2 separate regions of the Gossypium hirsutum genome follow, and region 2 is linked to region 1. The links are chromatin contacts, called in public Hi-C maps. All regions are on one chromosome and are shown on one strand. Each heading gives the region's core, a stretch centred on a gene start, on an enhancer-like site or on the middle of the called end of the contact. The rest is flanking DNA. Distances are from core to core; before and after follow the strand shown.

Region 1 (4,174 bases), core at 627-3,126:
CTCGTTTCTTCTCTGATTTGCTTCAGATAATTCCTAAGTAGTTCTGCATTTAAGAAAGCAATGAATTATATGGTACCAAGTTATCAAAAATTTGGTACTTGAAGTGGTTAATGTAACATCAGAAAGGATCAAGAATTTGCTGTAGCAGACAGAAATGAAAAGTTTTACAAAAATATTCCAAGCATTGCAAACCTCCTACAACACTTGCAGCATACTGATAGACAAAGCAATATCCGAAAAAACAACAGACAACATTTTCATGTTGACCAAAAGTGAGGATTTTTAAACTACTTGATCCTTCAAGTTAAGATGAGCATAAGCCACAAAGTCAAGAAGGATTGCATCACATGTTATACGAAACAATAACTGGAAAGTAGAAAGTACATTTTATTTGCATAATTCTCAATATTCCATGCAAAAACAAGTCGATCTATAGTTGCCCGAAGACAAGAAAAAGATTTAAGTACAAAGAGGCAGCTAGCTAACTAAAAGGGTTCAGTACAACTCACTACGATGCTTGGAACATGCTTCACAAGTACCCAATACTTCAGTAATCAATGTCACATATATGATATATCAAATGAAAAAGAAGATAGTAAGAGATTTACCTGCTTCCTTTTGAGACTGTGGGAGCACAAAGAGCCCCGGAAAAGGAAAACCAGATTCTCCAGGTACGGGAACTTTTTCCAAGCCTAAGTTAATGATTGCCTTGGTCCCTTCAGCCAAGGTCCTACAGCCCTCAAGCCTCTTCAAAGCCACATTTATGTAGAAAGTCAAATATATAAGGAGCTTATCTGCAGGGCTCTTAACATCAAAGTTTCTAAAGAACACATTGGCACGAAAGAATGTGATCGCTTCATCAACAATATCAGTTTTACCTGCAAAATACCATCTTGAATTACCAACTCAAAAATTAAGGAAGAATATAATATTGAGAACTACCTAATGAAGGTTATATAATCCAACCTTGATCTGAAACAGGAGCAGGACCCTTTATATGGCTTTTCAAAGGAAGTAAAGGGAAGCCACAAGCTTTAGTAATTCCTTCCTCACCAACAAAACTAGAGTGATAAACCTGGCATTTAATAACGAATTCTAAATGAATGAACCAAAAAATCATATTTAGAACTCTGGTGAACTACATGCACAATCTAGCAGTGGAAGGGGAGGTAAGAGATTAATTCAAATACCATTTTCCTTGATTTCTTTTCCCAAACAACCAAACGAGGCAATCAGATTTTCCCTCAAAAGAAAGAGGGCAACCAAATGTTTCTGCAAAGAACAACAGTAAAACACAAAATTACAATAAGTATGACTTTTTACACTAAAGTAAGAAATTCCCTATCCACAATATATAAGAATTAAAGAAAAAAACATATGAAATACTCAATTCAGATAGTTGCTTTACATGGAAGTGAGCAAGACCTGAGATCCGAAAAATATAACCTAAACCCATCAAATCACAGACGCCATTAAATGAAAAATCAAGGCAAACCCATTATAGTAAGAAGAAATTCATTCAATTCTGTATGAGCAAAGAGAAACGTTTAAGGGTAGATAAAAGGGGGGAGGGGGAATATAGCAACAAAAGTTCCTAACAAAAATTTTGTGGTTGATCTTGACCAATAGGGTGTTGATCAATACAATCATAAGTTGGAAACCGGGGGGCGGGGGGGGGGGGACAAAAGAAAAAGATGGAGCAACTTACTGCCAACAAATGCTTTTCATCTAAACGGGCGAGACCAAGTTTCAACAGCAATCTCTGGCTTTGCTTGATTTCTTTGAGCTAAAACCATTTAACTCTGTCTCTTGATCCTCTACTGCTACCATAAGAATTGAGATTGAAGATTAAACGACAAAGCCCAGGCGAAGATTGAAATACAAAAGGAATGGCCCATATGATCAAACAAAGAAGACATAAGGCCCACCTCTGTCATCAGTACACCACTTATAAGATTCCCAAAACTAGGGGCTTTGTAAAAATTGGGTCAAATCGGTTTCCTAATCTCAAATTATTGGTTTACAGTGGAGTTAATCGAATTTAAAATACCTATCATTTTAATATATTTTTAAAATCAAATTCAATAGACCTAAATATACATTTAAACACAAACCCAACTAAAAATTAAACCCAATAGACTTAAACTAAACCCAATTATACAAATTAAAATATTAATAAAAACTTTATTAGATAATATCCAAAAAAAAACCCCTAAACTATTATATCTTGTTTAAATAAGATCTTGTACTATTTTTTTTACTGAAATAAGTATCTATCCTATTATTTTTACTCATGAAAGTCCTTTATTTTAATATTAAATTAAAAAGGTATTTTTAAATTAAAAACTTAATTTATTAATGTGACTTTGATGAAAATAGTTTATTAATAAAAATAAAAAATATTTTTTGAAAGTAAAATAAAATAAAATTTTAAAATTTATTGAAAGTGCTTATATAAATATCATAATTAACCACTCTTTTGAAAAATCTATATATACATATCGCAATTAATACTTTTAAAAAAAAATCAATTTACTTGTTAAAGTTTTATGTTGATGTTAAAGTGTATATAATTTTTATTGCATCAACAAAAAATTAAATTAAGAGTTTGAAATTCAAAATACTTTTACTTTAACATTATAATCAATGACTTTTATATGTAAATATCAAAAGTTAAGGATTTATTTAACTATAAAAAAATAGTTTAAGGGTTTATTTAAACAAAATATATAATTTGAGGAGCCAAATTTATTTTTCATACATTTTCAAATTTCTTGTTTTTTTTTGAAAACTTAACCTCCTATTTTTTTGATAAAATATTTTAAAATGAAAAACTCTAACTTTTTTGAGATTTTTTAAATAGATATCTAAAATAAATATCAAATATAAAAACTTTCTAACATATAAATATAATCTATACAAAATAAAAATTTATATTCATCCTAAATAGTATTGACAACACAATAAGAAAAAGAGAAATAAAACCCTAACCTACGTCACATCTATTTAAATAACCCATTATCGCTTTAAAATAAAAAGAGAAAAAAAAGAAACATCATTCCAAAGCTAATCATGTCACATAGGATTTGCATTGAGAAATATGACTTTATTTTCTATCAATTCAATAGATTCCAATATTAAAGAATGGGAGATTAGTTTCTAGATAAAAGTAAGGGAATTATTCAGTAAAAGTTTCAACCAAAAGAAATAAACCTCTTTATTTTCTAAAAAGAAAGTCATTTATCGACGGTAAAAAATCTGTTGATAAATACACAAAACTTGTCAGTATAACACCATGTATCCTATACTGATGGAAGAAAATGCTACCCTGACAAAATTGCAACCACTAGGAAAAAGGATAATCGGTATAGAGTTATCCTTATGGAAACTATTCAGAGATATACACTTTTACCTTATAACTATGGAATGATCCATCAATAAAAGTAGTGTTAGCAACTTCTCCTAACCCTTTATACATATCTTCACCAACTGTCACTAACCATCAATATAGGTTTTTGATTTATGTTGGTGGTCTTTTTGTCAGTAAAAAGTTTATTTTTTTTAATTTTCACAAATTATTCTAGATAAATTTTTATTTTTATTTTTTTTCAAATTTTCTTTAACAATTATATTTTAAAAATAAAACATTAAAATTAAATATAATGGGAAAATTCATATAAAAGCCCATTTTTTAAAAATGTATCGAAATGGGCCCGATAAATAATTATTTACCGGAATGGCCCTATTTTCCCGAAAGCGTGTCCACGTCAGCTCAATGTCAGGGGACGTGGTAGGAAAATGCATCCCTGAGGAAGTGTTTTGCCTACGTAGACAGAAATCGCTCCCTTAAAGGCACACTTTATGTCCAAGTAGGCAAAACGCTTTCTCAAGGACGCGTTTTGCCCGTGTCTTCGACGATTAGGGTTTTGGGTTATTGGTTTAGGGTTAGGGTTCGGGTTAGGGTTTTATTATTTTTAAGTTTAGGGTTTTAAAGAAAAAATTAAATAAATAAGAGATTAGAGTTTAGGGTTTGCCAATTAAATTAATTATAAATTTTTCAAAATTGGATTAGGTTTCGTGTTTATTGTTTTTTAAGAAAAAATCAATTAAATTAGGGTTTAAGGTTACTTGAGTAATTTAATTAATTTTTTTAAAAAAATTAGATTAAGGTTTA
Region 2 (4,174 bases), core at 1,031-3,530, 670 kb after region 1:
TGCTTAAGTACAGATTCTCTCGAACCATCTTCAGTGAAGTATACCCTCTTCCTTGCCCTGGACATGTGAACATTTCCCCAGTTGAACAATGCTAATGCTGTCATCTCTTGGAATTTCTCAGCTGCCATGTCGAAAAGATCCTGTGCCTCTTCACTTGTAACTATGTCCTCCATGGCCTCAGAATATTGCTTCATACCAAGCTCATGGAGATTCAAGTATGCGTCTAAATCAAACCCAACATAGTTCTTGAATAGTTGAGCAAACTCAATTATCCAGTCATCGATGCAACAGGATTCTTTTCTGGTTTCCACAACTTTTCTGGCATGGCCATTTTCAGTTGCCTTACCTTGTTTGATGTCAAGAATGTGAACTTCCTCATGCTTAAATCTCTCAAAGAGTGGATCCTGCTCAGGATTGACTTCTACAACATACAGCCTCACAGAACCCTGGGATTCTGCTGATATTTCAGCCAATTTCAACTCTTCATCACTGGTGATTGTGACTAAATCACCTTCTTCATCTCTGTATTTGACAAGAACTGCTCTCAAACTAGGAAATCGATCATGAATTACTTCCCTTAGTTGCAGAAGGCTGCAATTAAGTGGTAACTGAGCGCATCTTATATCTTCACCCAAAATCAACTTGACAGTCTTCTTTGGTTCTTCCGCTTTACTGCTAATTTTCTCCTCTATAACCAGTTTATCCTCAGCCTTCTTTTCCTCTACATTTCCATCAACCTCCTTCTCCTCAATTCGATCCGCAGCCTTGTTATCTTTAGCTTTACTGATCTTCTTCTTGTTCTTCTTCTCGGTTTTCTCTTCGACAACTTCCGGAATTTGTGAATCCCTTGGAGGTTCAACAGATTCTTCAGCTTTACAGATCTTTTTCTTGTTCTTCTTCTCTGTTTTCTCTTGGACAACTTCCGAAATTAATGAACCCTTTGGAGGTTCAACAGATTCTTTAGCTTTGCTGATCTTCTTCTTGGTTTTCTCTTTGACAACTTTCGGAGTTTTCGAAGTACTTGGAGGTTCAACGGATTCTAGAAGCAATTCAACAGGTAAACCTTCTTTCTCAAGTGAGCTTCTTACCCTTTCTGAAATCTCTAATGCCATGACATTATTAGGCTCCATGTTAAGAACTGTATTAACATCTCTGAGAGCTAATTCCAGCCTATTCAAAGATTCGTAACACCTGGCTCTCTTTACAAGTGCCTTGCTATACTTGGGAGTAACCTCTAATGCCAAATCACACTCATGGATAGCCTTGGGGTACTCACTCAATCCCATCTGCATATAACATGCAGCAATATTAGTCCTAAGATGGCATACATCTATGTGATTCTTTGGAAGCAATTTGAGAGCCTTCTCATATGTCAACATTGCTCCTTCATGGTCCCTTTTCTGAAACAGTTTGTTCCCCTCTTCTTTCAGTTCTTGAGACATGGCAATGAAAACTGCCGTGTCTGAATCATATGATTTCGAACTATTGTCTCCAACTTTCTTTTGCTTCACATTATTATCCCCTGTTTGCTTCTTGTGCTTTCCACTATGCTTCCCCATTGTAAATCCAACCCCAACTATATTACGTGACTCAATCCAGAAACCCTGACCAAGAAAACAAATCCCTACCCTGGTCCTGAACTAACTTCTTACACAAGTTTAAAAAAGCTCAACCCCAGTAGCTAAAACCACAAGCAACCTCCCACCACCAAAAAGACCTTAAAACACTTAAAAACTTTTTACAACTTTTAATATGAATAAAGATTCAAAAACCAGTTCAAATACAGCAGATATGACAAGCACACCAAAACAAAAGCTCTTAGACACCTAAAAAGAATTAAAACCCAGATACCAAAATGGGAATAGAAAAAATATATATTATCTTTACCACCTCAAAACTAGAAGCTGTCAGCCCTTAACGAAGTATTAAGAAATCCCAGTTGAGAGAGAAACAGAATAATAGGCAGGCTCAGTTTCAGCTAGAAAGATAAGACCTTGATGCAAAACCAAAAATAAAGAAGGAAATTAGAAGGCAAGGGATTATTTATGTAGGGGAAATGAGGTGTGGAACTTTTCCAGGAAAATTGAAAAAGATAATGTTTTTGTGAGAAAATGGAATATGTGTGTGTTGTAGGGAGAATACGGAAGAAAAGAAAACAGACCAACGTTTTCTGTTTTATATTTTAGTGTTGCTCTTTTTTTTTTTTCTTTTTTTTTACAACGTGAATTTCAGCTTAACGTGAACGCCACAAAAAGCTTTCTTTGTGTGTGTGTGTGTCTGTGCGTGTTTTTTTTTTTTTTTCCTCCTCTATATTTCAAACGCAAATTGCTTTAAGTTTTTTTTTTTAAATTCAGAAAAAATAAAAAGGACCCATTTTCCAAGGGATTCCAGGTTCCTTGGCTATGTTTGATAAAACGGCCAAAGGCAGAGATTTTTTTTTTTTGACTATTGGCACCTTCATTTGTCATTAAAGAATAAACTTGTCAGCTTCTTTAGATTTTGCTACTTCCAATCCAAATAATTATAAAAATCTAATTATATTTATTTAGTAATAGCTTAATAAATTTGGTTTGAAGTTTTATAAATTTTAATCCTAAAGGTTGAATCGTTGATGTATGTAGGAAAAATATACAAAACAATTTTTTAAAATTATTTATGAAATAAATAAATAAATATTAAAGCAATAAAAAAGAATAGTAAAACACGTGGCAAAGGTTCAGAATTCCTTAGCTTGAAAGTTGAAGGGCAGGTTGGCAGAAGTCATGTTTAAAATATATGATAAAATAGAAATGTTTGTCTTGTAATTTCAACCACATATATAAGTAATAAATAAAAAGCGTGAAGTGTGGTGGGTCTGAAGCAACTTCCAAAGCAAGTTGGAGTGCAAACGGTAAACGGCAAGACAAGTGTTGTTGGAAAGTGGTAAGAAAGATTCCTACAGAAACGTGATGTTGACTATTTACTTTTGTTAGGAGTCACCGCCACAATCCCAATGTCCTCCGCCCTCCTTCTCTACGCAACTCTGAAAATTTCAAATTTTTTCCTTGAATGATAAAAAAATTCCGTATTGTAAATCCTTGAAATTATCTTTTTCATTCAAGTTCACATCATCTTTTCCATTGAAGCTCGTGATGTGATAACTAATGCGATGGACATAATAAATTAATGATATGGTAATAAAAGTAGTGTTATATATTAGTAATTATCAACTCAAGTCCTATTAGGGATTCGAGTCTTCGATCCATGATCTAGATAGGTTCCACCTGAATATTAGGTGCAAAGCGAGCTACGAGAGGATAGCAAGGCGAGCTCCCGAGCCTTACTTGTAGAGCAAGTTCACAAACTCAGCACGCAAGGCAAAGCCAAGGACTCAGCTCGTAACACAAGACCACAGACCCAACTCGTAGGGACCTAAGGAGCTTGCAAGTAGGGGCCACATGCTCCGTTATGTTTAGCGGGTACGAAGCCTGCCTAGAATGTCAATCCCAAGAACAGAAAGGATCGTTTGTCCTATAGACACGTGCTCAGCAAACTTGGAGTTCGCAGAGAATGTCAGTATTAGAGACAGAAAATGTCAATACTAGAGATAGCAGAGTCAAGACAAAATAGTGAGGTCCTATCATAAGCTATAATAACATCTATAACAACATGTATAAATACCCGAACACTCCTATCAATAACATACGAGAAAATATTACTCAACAATTGGTGCAGTGAGCGTAGACGAACTTCTAATCATCAAATTTTTTGAAGTTTGATTAAGTTTTCTTCAATTTTCGAAGCAAATGGCTCACTAGAGTGAAAATTTCCCTCTTAACTCTTCACCAGGATAGGTCAGAGCGTTAGGTTTTGGCGACCGGCACAACAAAACAGACTTATTCACCAGATGGTTCACCGATAGACCAGAAAACCTCGACAACACAATTTATTGAGGAGCTTTTAGTCCTTTAGACTTGAATATTTCTACCAGTCAAGGGTTGTCACTCCCTTTCAACCAAGAGGTACCCCCGTAGCAGTTCTTGACCCTTCAGGAGTAAATGAGACTTATGAGAGAGTAGATGGTTGTTCAAGAGGCACAATTCGAACAACAATAAGCTATTCAACATGAGCTGTTGAAGTAGAACAAGGAGCTATAAAGAAAGGTACATTCTGATAACTCTAGTTTCTAGGATAA

The links. Hi-C and Micro-C count contacts between places; a contact is called where the count stands out from the background.
Region 2: a contact with region 1 is called in a Hi-C map of leaf, with 2.7 times the contacts expected there. The contact joins the promoter of LOC107912587 here to the promoter of LOC107912481 in region 1. A contact is called at or near these places in 2 of 34 Hi-C or Micro-C datasets (both in leaf).

Annotation. Positions count from the first base shown.
Region 1 is chrD08:23,755,812-23,759,985 of Gossypium_hirsutum_v2.1, forward strand. It overlaps LOC107912481 (actin-related protein 2/3 complex subunit 3), which reads right to left and starts at 1,877. Exons shown (of 8, transcript XR_005917237.1): 1 at 1,709-1,877; 2 at 1,191-1,272; 3 at 967-1,075; 4 at 609-878; 5 at 1-43.
Region 2 is chrD08:24,425,518-24,429,691 of Gossypium_hirsutum_v2.1, forward strand. LOC107912587 (protein PHOX1) reads right to left here and starts at 2,281. Exons shown (of 3, transcript XM_016840833.2): 1 at 1-2,281. The coding sequence starts at 1,559.